Regions from separate parts of the Sus scrofa genome. Here region 1 is linked to region 2. Evidence: chromatin contacts called from public Hi-C data. All regions are on one chromosome and are shown on one strand. Each heading gives the region's core, a stretch centred on a gene start, on an enhancer-like site or on the middle of the called end of the contact. The rest is flanking DNA. Distances are from core to core; before and after follow the strand shown.

The links. Hi-C and Micro-C count contacts between places; a contact is called where the count stands out from the background.
Region 1: a contact with region 2 is called in a Hi-C map of retroperitoneal adipose tissue, with 6 times the contacts expected there. The contact joins two enhancer-like sites. A contact is called at or near these places in 2 of 5 promoter capture datasets (fetal skeletal muscle and liver), 36 of 47 Hi-C or Micro-C datasets (adipocytes, adipose tissue, alveolar macrophages and 17 more) and 2 of 2 datasets of contacts at active chromatin or transcription factors (alveolar macrophages and skeletal muscle).

What each region holds. Positions count from the first base shown.
Region 1 is chr1:262,433,594-262,439,883 of Sscrofa11.1, forward strand. It overlaps LOC106507054 (a long non-coding RNA gene), which reads right to left. Exons shown (of 4, transcript XR_002337489.1): 4 at 5,745-6,290. Among named protein-coding and RNA genes, the nearest start is that of PTGS1, 19 kb to the right of the region's middle. Within about 2 kb of position 4,273, at least 25 of the 83 cell types and tissues checked have an H3K27ac peak or open chromatin away from gene starts, as enhancers often do. A contact at or near this core is called in adipose tissue and retroperitoneal adipose tissue, where this site is marked.
Region 2 is chr1:262,221,859-262,228,691 of Sscrofa11.1, forward strand. No RefSeq gene overlaps it. Among named protein-coding and RNA genes, the nearest start is that of TTLL11, 21 kb to the left of the region's middle. Within about 2 kb of position 2,848, at least 7 of the 83 cell types and tissues checked have an H3K27ac peak or open chromatin away from gene starts, as enhancers often do. A contact at or near this core is called in adipose tissue and retroperitoneal adipose tissue, where this site is marked.

The DNA of each region.
Region 1 (6,290 bases), core at 3,023-5,522, 210 kb after region 2:
CCCAGCCTGTGCCTCCTTCTTGCCAGTCCCTGGAGAGTGGGGAGGGCAGGTTTCTGACTACTCCAGACCTAAGCCCGCCAGCTCTGCTACCCTCTCGTTGCAGGGCCTTGGCCAAGCTGACTCCTCTTTCTGATCCTTACTTTATCCACCTGTGTAATGGGACTAACCCTGCCCACAAGCCAGGTGCAGCTGCAGGTCAGAGCAAGTGCTGAGCAAGGTAGGCTCCTGCTCTTATCCCCAGGGCCCCCAACCACTGGAGTGGGCCCAGACCCCCTATTCAAAGCATCAGAAGCCAAAAAAGATGGGCGGTGTGCTGCAGTGGTCAGACTCTGAAGCCAGACGGCCTGCCTCTTTCTTGCTGGGTGATCTTGAATACTTAAGCAACTTCTATACAGTTTCCTCATCTGTAAAATTATATAACCTTCTAGTGTGATGTGAGGCATTTCTTTTTGTTTGTCTGTTTCTTTTAGGGCTGCACCTACAGCATGTAGTAGTTCCTGGGCTAGGGGTCGAATTGGAGCTGCGGCTGCCAGCCTACACCACAGCCACAGCAACACCAGATCTGAGCTGCATTGGCAACCTACACTGCAGCTTGTGGCAATGCCAGATCCTTAACCCACTGAGCAATGCCAGGGATCGAACCTGCACCCTCATGGATACTAGTTGGGTTTTTAACCCACTGAGTCACAACAGGAACTCCCAGGGCATTTCTTACAATCAAATTTACTCAATATTTTTTTCAACAAAACATGTGAGTATTCATATTGGGTAGTGAAATAAAGACCGAAAATAGCATCTGCTCAGTTCTGGTCGCCCAACCTGTGTGAAAGCTTTTGGTTGCTGAAGCTTGTAGGATGATAATGCTGTGGAGAGGGGGTTGTGGGCCGGGTGTGTTTGTCTCATGGGGCTGACATGTGGATCAGACAAGTTACTACTCACAAGGCGTTCAGAACCATGCCTTGCACAGGGTGAGCCCTCACACATGCTGTACGTGCCCCTCCCCAGCTTGAAACACTCCCATAGCTCCCACGTCCTCAGGGTAAAGTGCAAGCAATTTTGAGGGAGGCCCTTCGTGACTAGAGCCCTAACTCCAGCCTCAGAGCTGACCCCTGCCCTGCATACCCTGAACTTCAGTTTCATCATCTTTTTACAGTTCCTCAGACCACCAGGCCCTCTCTCTCTGTAGGTGGTTGCACTTGCTGTGTGTTCTGCCTGAAACACATCCCCTGCAAACCTTTCTTAACGATTTCATCCTATAGGTTTCCCAGCCTCACCTAAGCATGAATCACATGCTAGGAGAATTGCTGGTCCCCTCCGCTAGGCCGTGATCTCTGGGAAAGCAGTGGCCATGTGCACACTCCTCTGACATCCAGTTGGTGTTGACTAAATGAACCTCCTCACCAGTCAATGACTTTACCACTAACTCGGGAGCTAAATATGTTTTTGTTGAATGAATAAATGAAACACTTCTCTGGAAAAAGATCCCACCCCCATATGCACCCCAAAAGAAGATTCTTGGAATGTTCTTCCCTCTCCCTCGCCCTTCAAATTCCTTAAATGATTTTTCTAAAAAGGGATCCAGTCCATGCAGGGGGCCAGTAGGGCCTCCAGGATTGAAGGGCCTGGGGGAGGCGGCTTTAGTACATTAGGCAGAAACCCCCTGCCCAGGGTTGGTAGAGGCCTCTGGAGCCCAGAGAGCAGGAGGCGGGGTGAAGGGGGCCTCCAGCACTCTGGACAATTGCTATAAAATAAACTCCATAATCAGGTAAATGCGTTTGTGTGGGGGATGGTGCCGTGCAGCTGCAGGCGTCCCCCCCGGCCCCGGAGGGGACCTGTCTAATCTCAGGGTAATGAAAACATGGGTCCAATTACGGTGGAGGGACCAGGCCTGAGCCTCGGCCGGAGTGGGGAGCTGGGCCCCTGGCAGCGGAATTAGAACATTTAAGCTGTCAGCCCGAATCCGGGAAAGGCCTGATTACCTGGCCCGAGAAGGGGCCGCTTTGGTTTGGTGTCGACTATAATTTCCTGGCCGCCAGCCGTGAAGCCAGGGGCCACCTTGCCTCCTCTGTGATGGGGACCCAGGCCCTGCATCTCTGACCTCCACTCCTCCGGACCCACTTAGAGGGGCTAACCTGGGCCTCCCAAGCTGCCCGTTGGGGGCAGAAAGAGGAACAGGTACATGCTGGGGATGTGTCATATAGGGTTAAGGAGGGTGTGTACACTGGCCACGTGTGAAAGGCACATTCACAGGAGGTGGACTTGGTCCTGGGTCCATGTAAATGTCTGTGGATTACATGCAGATGATCCAGCACTGAGGTGTGCAAGCGACTATTGCACGTGGGCTGTGTGCGCAGGATACTGGGATGGGCGTGTGCACACAGCAGGGCTGTGGGTACACAGGTTATGTGTGGTGTGTGTTCACAGCTGTGTCTGCTGGTCCATAAGTGCCATGAGAACAGGGGTCAAATTCTCCTTGCTGACTGCTGGACCCCCAGCACCTAAGCTGGGTGCCTGGCTGGGTGGTTAGGTGTTGATTACATAAATGTTGAATGACTTCACATCTGTGTCATAGGTCCACGGGAGCTGTGTGATGCATATATTAAAAGTGGGAGCAGATGGAGTCTGCATGGTGTGTGTGCCTGCCGTGTGTGTCACTTGTCCCCGTAGTGTGATATGGGGGCAGGAGTGGTGGAATGCTTTGAGGGCCTGAACTTGAACTGTATGGCCCACCCAGACCTGTGCTCTAGACCTGCCTCCTCCACTTAAAGATTGTCTGATCTCAGGCAATGCATTTAACCTCTCTGAGCCTGACTTTTCTCATCTGTAAAATGGATACTAGAAATTAAACAAACCCAGCAAACTTTTACTTTGTCTGGTACTATTATTTTCATGCATTATTATCCTACTGACTTTTCATAATAACCCTAAAAGTAAGTACTTCTTGTGCCCCCCCCCCCCATTTAATAGATGGGGAAACTGAAGCTCTCTGAGGTTAGAGCATGGTGAAGCCAGGATTTAGACCTAGGCAATCTGCCTGCAGTGCGAGTTTTTAACAGCCAGTTTAAACAGATAGTACCTATTTCATAAGGTTGTCCTAAGATAATCCAAGTACCTAGCACTGTATCTGGCACATAGTAAGTATTCTGTGACTCTTATCACTGTTATTTGCACATGATGGATGTGTCTAGGATGTATAAAACAGGTACAAGGCAGTATGTGGGCAATGTGTGTGTAGTATATTTGCGTGGGAGAGAGACTGGTAGGTGTGTTTGTGGGAGGGTATAAGAGGCATCCATTTATGTAAAGTGTACCATACATGAACTTGGATATATGCGTATGTGATACATTTTACATAATGAACACGACGTGTAAATAAATTTGTTCTGATGTATTATGACATTAACAAGTGGCATATGAAATCAGGGAAATCACACTCCTTGAGGCGTGTGATGTATATGAGCCTCTACTTGTACATGGGGCTCTGCCCTCGGGGTTGAAGAATGTATGTCAATGGGTAATGATCTAAGTCCAGGCATGGCGATAAATGCGCACGTGTGCACACTGCAGGGCACATTTGTGTGTGCGTAGAGGTGATGTGTATGGATACAGATATGCATGTGGTGGATATGCATACTGTACAGATACAATGCATTGTATGTGGTTCATATGCCCACACACGGGAAGCGCTTATATAGGCTCCACGATGTAAATGTGCATGTGTGTGTCTAAGGCATAGACTTAGGCTATACGGCATATCCTTCTGAGATGTATGTATTTGTGATTCATGTTCTCTGCATCTTTGATCAAATGACACCTTCTCAGTTAAAAAAAAAATTACCTGTAACCACCCTGTTTAAAATAGACCCAATGTCCCATGCCAGTCCCCTTTTTATTTTCTGAAAAAAAAACAAAACAACAAAAAAACAACACAATTTAAGTCAGTACTATGTGATGTTCATTGCCTTCTCCCTCGCTGCAACGTAATTTCCGGAGTCCTAGGGCTTCTCTCGGTTTTGCTCTCTGCTCAATGCCGGCGCCTAGCAGAGAGCCAGGCGGGCTGGAGACGCGAGGCGCAGCTCCATGCGGGCCAGCGCAGGATGAAGCGGAGACCCCTCAGGGGCGCGCGACCCACCTGAGCCGCTTGCTCTGTGCGCTCCTAAATGATGGGCGCCCGTCGGGCCGTCACGTCGCCTCCATCCCTGCCCGGCCCCCGCCGTGCCTCGGGGCGTGACTCGCTGTCCCGGCGCGGCCGACCGGGCTCCGACCCATTTCCCGGCGGCCGCAGCGGGCCGGGCGGCAGGAAGCGGCGCATTGTTCGCGGGCCACGGCCCCGGGCAGGGAGTTCCCGGCCCCGCACGGACATGAAAGGAGAAAGCAGCGCCCGCCGAGCGGCCGGCCGGCGGGCCCCGCGCTCAGCTGACCTGGCATCCGCTCCGGGCCGGAGGCCGGGGAAGGAGGAACGCGCCCCGCCCATGTGGCCCGCCAGCCCCGGGTTCGAATTCTGGCTCGCCGCCTCCCGAGCCTGCGTTTCCTCCCGCGTAAATGAAAATTAGCGTCTGGAAGCTCACCTCCGCAAACACCCCGGGCGCTCCCTGAATCCCGCCCTCTTCCGCCTCCAGTTTGCTTGTCCCACTAAAAACTACTACCCCTATTGCCAAAGTGAAATCCGGGCTGCAAGGGAATGTTTCACCTACTCAAGAACACCCACAGGTGTTGCCCCTTTGTGCAAAAAGCGCAGCCCAGGCCAAGGCCCGAAAGGGCCCTCTTCAGGCTGGAACTTGGGCTGCAGGCTCTGCTATGGAAGGGGAAACTGAGGCCCCCGGGGGGTGGGGAGAAAGGCTTGCTCGGGATTTCTCTCTTCAATCACAGGGTATCCAGCAGCCTTTTTACAAGTAAAGGCTCTCTCCCTCCGTGCTTACAAGTTTGGCTACTTTTATGGCATTTTTGTTCAGCCAACTTTTGTTGTTGTTTGTAAAATTGATCCAATGAACACGGTTACTGATGTGTGTCCTTTCAAAGCGCTTTACAGCTTGTTACACTCTTGATCTTCTCATCTCCTCTGGAAGTGGGAGGAGTAAACTGAGAGGTGAAATGTCTCCCCCAGCAGGTTAGGGAAGGGGGAGAGGGGCTTGTCCCTGGTCTGTTTTAGGAGATGTTAATTCCTACAACTCTGGCACCATAATTTTGGGTGGGAAGGTTTTTGCGGGAGGGTTAAGATCTAATCAAGGCAGGAAAAAGTAAAAGATTAGCCACTCCACTGCATTCCAGCCAAGCCCACTCAGTCCACAGCACTAAGTTCTACCCTCCAGGCCTGGACTGTACTCTTGCCTCTTGGAAGGAAAAGTGCAATCTTCACCATTTCCAACAGGGGCCCAGAGAGGTTAAGGGACTTGCACTAGGCCACACAGCAAAATGGTTATGACACAGAAGCCTTCCACCTACAGCCAGACCTTTCCTTCTAGGGAGAACCCTCTCCCTGAGTGCTGAAATTTGGGGAGCCTGTCCTGGGGTGCCTTTACTCTCTGGGCCAGGAGCTTCTGATTATGGAGAAACGGCCTTCTCTCCACCTCTGCCCCCGCCCTGCCCGGGAACCCTACACCAGGGGTAATTGAGATCAGATGCGGCTGTGACCCACGGAATGCTCCCCAGGAACCTGGAAGCATTTACTGTCTGGAAGAGAATCCAGGGCCCACTCTAGGCTGCCCTCTCTCCCGCCCTCCCTCCCTTGCTGTCTCCTCCCCAGGCAGCTGAAGGTGGATAGGGGCCTTGAGGAGCCTCTGGTGCTGCCTGGGGCTTAGTGCAGGCTGCCTTGATGAATACGACTGCTGAAAGCGCCTTCCTGGCTTCCTCCTTCCTGGGGATACGGTTACAGGGGGCCCGACTTCCTGCCCAGCCGGCCCAACTTGGAAGAGTGGATCTGCAGGCTCTCCAGGCCAGCAACTCAGCAACTCCACCCCCTCACCCCCAGCTGGGGCACAGGCAGGCCCCATCTCATTCAGAGCTTAGCTCAAATGTCACCTCCTCAGGGAGGCCCTCCCTGACCACCCTGTATGAACTAGCCCACCTACCGCTAGTCTCTCCTTGTCCTTGTTTCATTTTCTTCCTATTAGCTCTGGCTGGTTGGTTCATAGGTTTTCTTAAAATAATGTTTATTTCCTGCCCCTCCCCTCCCTCCGGAATGTGAGCTGTGCGAGGGCAGGGACCTCGTCTGGTCCACGGCTGCACCCCAGGGCTGGAACTCTGCCTGGGACATAGTAGTTGCTCAGTAAATAAAAGCAGTGAATTGCACC
Region 2 (6,833 bases), core at 1,598-4,097:
CATACCGCCCCCCTCCTCCAGAATCGTCTCTGTGTACCAGGACTCCCTGGATCTGAAAACCTTAGGCCACATCATCCCAGATGGTGCCCAAGGCGCCCTCCACTGCCACGTTTTCCGGTTCAAGAAAAACGTGAAGTTCCTCCCCCAGCCCTTCCCCACCTGTTGAGGGGTGGGGCAACCCTCTGACCTGCTCCAAGCCAGGGTCCACTCTGGACACCTGGGAGCCTAGAGGGGTGAAGCGTACGCTAAGGCACGTTCCCCAGTATATCTGCACATTCCTGTGAGCACACCCAGGAGAAAGGTCCATGTGCCCCTCAGCTGCATGTGCACGTGCACAAACGTAACACATGCCATGGACATGGGGTTGTGTGCGGGTGCAGGTCAGTGTTTCTGCCTGAACTCAGGTGCGTTGCAGTGTACCTACAGGACCTACCCAGGTCCACACTTTCATGATCACTGAGCTAGGCCTGTGTGGCTTCAACTTAAGGGGCTGTTCTCCTGCATCCCCAGGTCTGTACACATGGTATGTTCTGTGTGTGCAGAGCCCACAGCATGGCAGTGAGGCCCAGCATGCACTGCATACGGCAGACCATACCCATGACCCGCCACAGATGGCACAAATGCCCAGAGACACAACTCCAGCATAAGCAAGGCCATGCGAGTCCAGAGTTGCCTCAGACGCCAAAGACCCGCAGGTCCTGGAGGACCCAGACAAGCTGTTGGCTTCAAGCCCCTCAAGGTACTCAAGGCAGGTATATAGGTACAGATGGGAGGCTGCGCACAGGTGGGTGATGTATCAGAACAGGGATAAGGGGGTACTTCTGGTCTGAAGAGTCTCTAGCTCACCCCCCACCCCACCCCCACCCCCAAGCTGAGCCTATCCCCAGCCCCTCAGGTCTGGCTCCAGAAGCCACAGATTCAGAAGACTGAGGCTTGGGGGAGGGCGCTAGTGGGCAGATGAGCTGGGTGGGTGGATGCCACCTGGCTGGCCCAGGCCCGACTGTCCATGGCCTCTGATGTGCAGCGTGAGGCCCAGCTAAGTACCGACGGCGGCCTGCAGGGAGGCCCATGCTCGCAGGTATTTGCTCTGCTGACCTTGCACGCGTTTGAGGTTTGCTCAGGCCAACACTGTGTCCCCACTCACATTCCGTGCCTGTACCTTTGACTTGATGCACTCATGTGCTGACATCTGGAGGGGGGGCTGTCACACTTGACCTCTGTCACAGCATTGGTCTCAGCAAAGCCGGAGGTCCAGGTGGGTGATGGGAGGGTATGAAATGAAGGAGATCCCTGATGGGTCCCAGGAGATTGTAATCTCCAACTGCCCCACTTTGCAGGGAAAGAAACCGAGGCCCGGGGAACCCAAGATCAATGCAATCAATCAGATGCAGAAAGCTGGGCCAAGGCACCACCTACTCTCATGCTGCCCCCTTGTGGTCAGAGCAGGGACTGCAGCCAGTCCCCTAGCCATTCCCCTGCAGTGGGTCCAAGACAGACGCAAAGGTCTACCTTCCTCCCTCCCAGGCCAGCTCCCCTCAACCCCTGCCCTGGGGTCCCATCCGTACCAATTTCTCAGTATGGAGGAGCCTCAAGGTCCAAAGGCACCCCAGTTTCTCCAGCCCAGGTTGGCCCCCTTGAATAGGAACCCCTGGAGGGGTGACCAGCTCCAGGTTGCTGAGTGAGCCTTTGGATCAGAGCCCACCTGGCAGCCCCACTGCCACGTCGGGGATGTCCCCAGTCGTCAGCTCCTTGCCCTCTCTGAATGACCACACCCTCCTTCTTCAATTCTTTCTCCTTGGCCTCAATGAAGAGACACCGCTGGTTTTCCTTCCAGCTCCCCAACTGTCCAGGTTTGGGGGGGGGCTTCTTGGTCCCCTCTGTTCCTGACTGTCGATGTTTCCTGAGCCTCTGACTGCCCTGCTTTTGCCTGGACCTGGAGCTGGGTCACCTAGCAGGCAGGCAGGTAGGCAGACGGCCTCGGGGCACCATCACCAGCAGCACCGAAAACAGAAGACAGGGAGGAAAATGTCTGTTTCTATGAACGCATGCATTTGGTGATGATGAAATTTTTAGAATACGTGTAAGTGTCACATTTCACACTTTTCTTTACATAAAAAGCATCCTTCTTTTTGACTAAGGGAGGTAGGGCGAGCTCCATGGTCTTCCAAGTGCTTACAGCTTCTAAGGGCCCTGCCTAGATGACCTCATCTATTCACTACTTTCAACTGCCTGTCAATAACCTTCCAACTCTCATGGGGATATCATCAGACCTGACGCCAATTGCTTCCTGGATACCTTCCGCAAGTTCCCCCGGGGCTTTCAGGCTCGGCAAACCCAAAACATTCTCATCATTTCTCCCTTAACCCCTCATCCAACACTGATACCCCCTGCCAGGTGACTCTACCATCATCTCATCTTGTCCGACTCCCGCCCACCACCAAAGCCTATTGATTCAATCTCCTAGCAGCTCTGGAATCTGCATCCTTCTCACACCCTCCCCCTCAACGCCCTCACTGTTGCCCCTGACCTGGTCCAGGCCACCGCTGCTTTTCCCAGCTGGCTCTCCTCCCACCCCCAGTTTCTTCTCATAAGCTGGCTTCACATGCCCATCTGATCACATCACTTCCTTGTCTGAGCCTGTCCCCAGATCCCTGTTACCCCAATAAAGTCCAATGCTCCTAAGACTGGCCTTGAAGGTCCCCAAGATGTGGCCTTGCTGCCCCCTGTGACCTCATCTCCCACCACCCATAATCACACCCTGATCCTCCAGGTGCTGAGAAGTTCTCAAAGTTTAATGGCTAATGTATAACCGAACTGGAGGGTGTCTGGAGTGGGTATGGGTGTGATAAGGCTGGACATACCATCCCAAGCTGGCGATGACTTCCAAAATTGTCCACTCTGCCACTAAGGCAGCCATAAGGCCACCAACACACAGGTGTCTCCAGCCCAGCTTGTACCCCTCCCACAACGGGGAGCTCCCTCTTTCAAACCATCACTGGACAGGTCCTATTAGCAAGTTCTGCTCCTGGACTACATGGATATGGGGCAGAAAACAAAAACTGAACAAAATCCCATTCTCAGGGATACTTAAGGGATTTTTCCTCAGTTCCTTGGGTCTGGGTGTCTCCCCTCAGAGCTGTGGCTCCCAGAAGCCGTTCTGGGCCAAACAGTGAGATGATCAGAAGAGCCACCAGAGGGCGGTGCTGCCCCATACACAGCCCCTGGGACCAGCCTGTCTTTGTGTCAGAAGGTTTTTCAAGGCGAGTGTGTGAGTGTGAGTTTGAATGTGAGTGTGTGTGTGTTACTTTGTGTATCTCTGATGGGGTGTTTGTCCCGGCCAGTTGGTGTATGCAGTTGTCTATTTTTGTTCACATCTTTGTCTTTCAATTCTCACCCAGAAACGTGTGTTTGTCACTCCAGGGGCCCCAGGAAAGGACAGGGAGGATCATGGCCTCACCCTATGCAGTCCTCACCTTCTGAAAAGCTCCCGCCACCATCACCCTCATCATGAGACTCACTGGCCACACCTGGGCATCAGTACCCATCCACTAGGGCAATGACCCCAGTGAGAAGGAGCCAATCCTGGTCTTTGGGGCCCATGTGGGCTTGGAGTCCCCCAGGCACGCCCTCCCAGCGTCACATCCACTCCTACCCACCAACACCTACAAAGATGGATAACCTTGTAATATCCGCATATTACAGAGAAAGTGTAAGTCTGGTCAGCCTGGCACTGGGCACCAGGGCACCCCGACCTCAGCCCCTGGCCCCAAGCCTTAGAAATCAGGCTCCTGGAGAAGGATGGAGGAGTAACCCCACCCACTGCTGTAACAGAGGACAGCCCTAGAAATGAGGGTGCCCAGGGGAGGGAGCTGTCCTCACCTGGGGTGGCGGAGAAGGAAGGCTTCTTAGGACCATACTTGGGATGGGTCCTAGAAACAAGCCGGGGTGTCAGCCCAGAGCCAGCTGGCATGGGCAAAGGCACTGAAGTGTGAGAGCAGAGCTTAGCCAGGTTGGGCACAGGTGATGCACGTGGGTGGGGGTGGGGGGCTGTGGCAGAAAATGCAGCAAAGGGGGCAACCTTCCTCCCAAGCAGCCTGGTTTGGGGGACTGGCCAAGCCACCCCACCCTCAAAGCCAAGGCCACCTCAGACCTCCGTGGCCTCTGCAGAACAGATAGGTCCCCACATCACTGCCCCTATTCTCCCCAAGGACGCAGGAACCCTGGGAATTTCTGCAGCTGAAGCAGGAGGGGTGGCGGGCTGAAAAGAGTCCATGTGCTTCAAGCTCTAGACCAGAGAGAAGCACAGTTAGAGACTTAGACTTCGTTAGAGACCTAGAGAGAGTCCAAGAAAGTGTGTTGGACGTGCAGAGAAGGGAGAGAGAAGAGAGGCAGAGATTCAGGCGGACAGAAATAGAGACAGGAAGAGAAAAAGGAGAGAGCAAGAAATGGGGACAGGAAGGCAGGGAGAGGACAGGAGAGGGGTGCAAGGAGGAGGGGGCAGGGCGAACTTTCTAGGCCTCCCTCCTCGCTCCTCGTGGCCGGCAATCAGGCCTGCAGGAGGCAGGTGGTCGGGGCAGACAATGGCGCGGAGGAGTGCGGAACCTGGGACTAAATTTGGCGCTGCCTTTGCAGGGCGCGGGGCCGCCCGTTCATCTCGATGCAAAGGAGACACGAAATGAATATGCAGCGCGGGCTGTAATTGGGCCGCCGTGGCCGCCGCCGCCGCCGCCGCACTATAATTTTCCAAACAGGATCTTGCAATCAGAGCCTTATTCATTAGCGCATAAACAATTTTGTTTCTCGGCACTCGAGCCTGTCAATCACGCCGAGAGGGAACATCTTGGCCGGAGGCGCGGTCCCCCGCGCGCGAGCGCTCCCACGCGCGCCCCCTCGAGCCGCGCCACGTGGCTTTGTGCCCGGAGGCCCTCGGGTACTGGGGTTGGAGGGCACCGAGCCTGGCTGCAGAGTCCCTAGCCCGGCAGATTGGAGGGTGGGCGGCGGGGGAGTGCCTGGATTTAGGGAGCCCACGGGCCCCCGGTTCGAATCAGCCTCTGACACCTCCTGGATCTGACCTTGGGCTGTCCCGCTCCTGCTCCTGGCCTCTGTTTGCTCCCCTGTGGGAAGCGCTAGCCCTATACTGCATAAGGGGGGCCGGGCGTCAGCAGAGAGAGGCCTAGCGCTCTGGATGCTGAGGCTGGTGCTGGAGGATGGGGAGGCTGCGGGGACGGGCCCTTGAGCTCCTTTTTTTAAAGAGGGATTCTGGGGCCCACAAATGGCTCCTCATGTCCCAGGCCCTACCCAGAGTAGGCTCCTGTGACACTGTGTGTGTCTGTGAGGATTCAAAGTGGTTCTCCAAAGAGCAGGGCACCGCCCTGGGCTCACCCACAAAGGGGCCTGGGTGCCTGTAGGAACTTGAATGCTTGCTGGCAGCTGGGTTTGTGGGCCCCAGGGCACCTCGGATTCTGCATGTCAGTGTGTGACTGTACCAAGGGCTTTGCGCCTTTGTGGTTATGTGTGTGTATGTGTGTGAGTGTGAGTGTACAGGTCCATCTGCAGATACACTTACATGAGTGGGATGGGCTATGATTGTGTGTGTGTGTGTGTGTGTGTGTGAGAGAGAGAGAGAGAGAGAGAGAGAGAAAGAGATTCCTTGGCTCCCTGTGAGACCATAAAGCTGTCACCAGTGGTGGAGAGGTGACAGGCACTGAGTGTGGCTGTGTGGTTGAGGGGAAGGCTCTCTGGATAGGGGTGTGTGACTGTGTGTGTGTGTGTGTCTGTCTGTCTGTCTGTCTGATTGTGAATGTGGGCCCTTTGGGGCCAAGGTGGCCTGGCAGCATCATCTATGTGGGTGGCCCAAACCTGGTTTAGGGGCAGTTTCTTTCAGGACAGATGACAACTTCTGTGTCCCCCCACACACACCACCTCCTCCCCAGCCACCCCTCCATCAGCTCCACTTCCTCTGCACAGTGGGCCAGGCCCGGGAGAGGGCAGCTTTTGCCCTACTGACAGGCCCCATGGAATTTGGGGGTTTGCCTGCCCAGCCTCTGGGTGCCTCCCTCAGACAGTTCTGAGACTCAGCCCCTGCTTATTCCTCCACAGGGAGACCCCCAAGGCCTCCAGAATTTCAGGTCCAAATGTTCTAATCAGCTCGGTTTTCCATCGATGTTAGCATGTCAGAGCCAGTCAGACCCACTGCATTGATGGGGAAACAGAGGCCCAGGACAGGAAACGGGCAGCCACAGAAGCAGCCACAGAGATGTCCCACTCCCCCAACACTCACCACCCTCCCCCCTCGTCTTCTGCAGTGCCCTAGCCCCCACCCCCAGCCCAGTCCCTGCTCTATACAAAGAATCTGAGGATGTGCTGACAGCCAACGGACAGGCCATCAGTCTGCGCAGACACCCTCTTCACAGCTCGAGACCCAGCACCCGGCAGCCCGGATGCCACCCCACCCATTGGTCACCCCCCAGCACCAGGCCAGGAAGGGAGGTGGCCGGGGAAGGGGCTGCGGGGGAAGGCACGAAGTCCGGAAGCCCGGAGGAACAGTTTCAACCTGTGAATCCGGCCACACCCTCCCTGCAGCCTCCCTGCTCTTGTGTGTCACTTCTTGGCTGACCCTGGCCCGTGGGGACCCAGGCTGCCCGTGAGCCGGCTGCTGTGAGCAACTCCCGGGGATGGCCAATGGGCAGCTTGGCATGCTGGGCAGTGGCCAGAGGCAATGGCTTTGAACGAGAAGGCCAAGGTTTAAAATCCAGCCCTGTGGCCTCCTGGCTGGGAGAACTTCAGGCAACGGGCCAAGCCTTCCTGTGCCTTGGTTTCTTCATCTGGAAAGA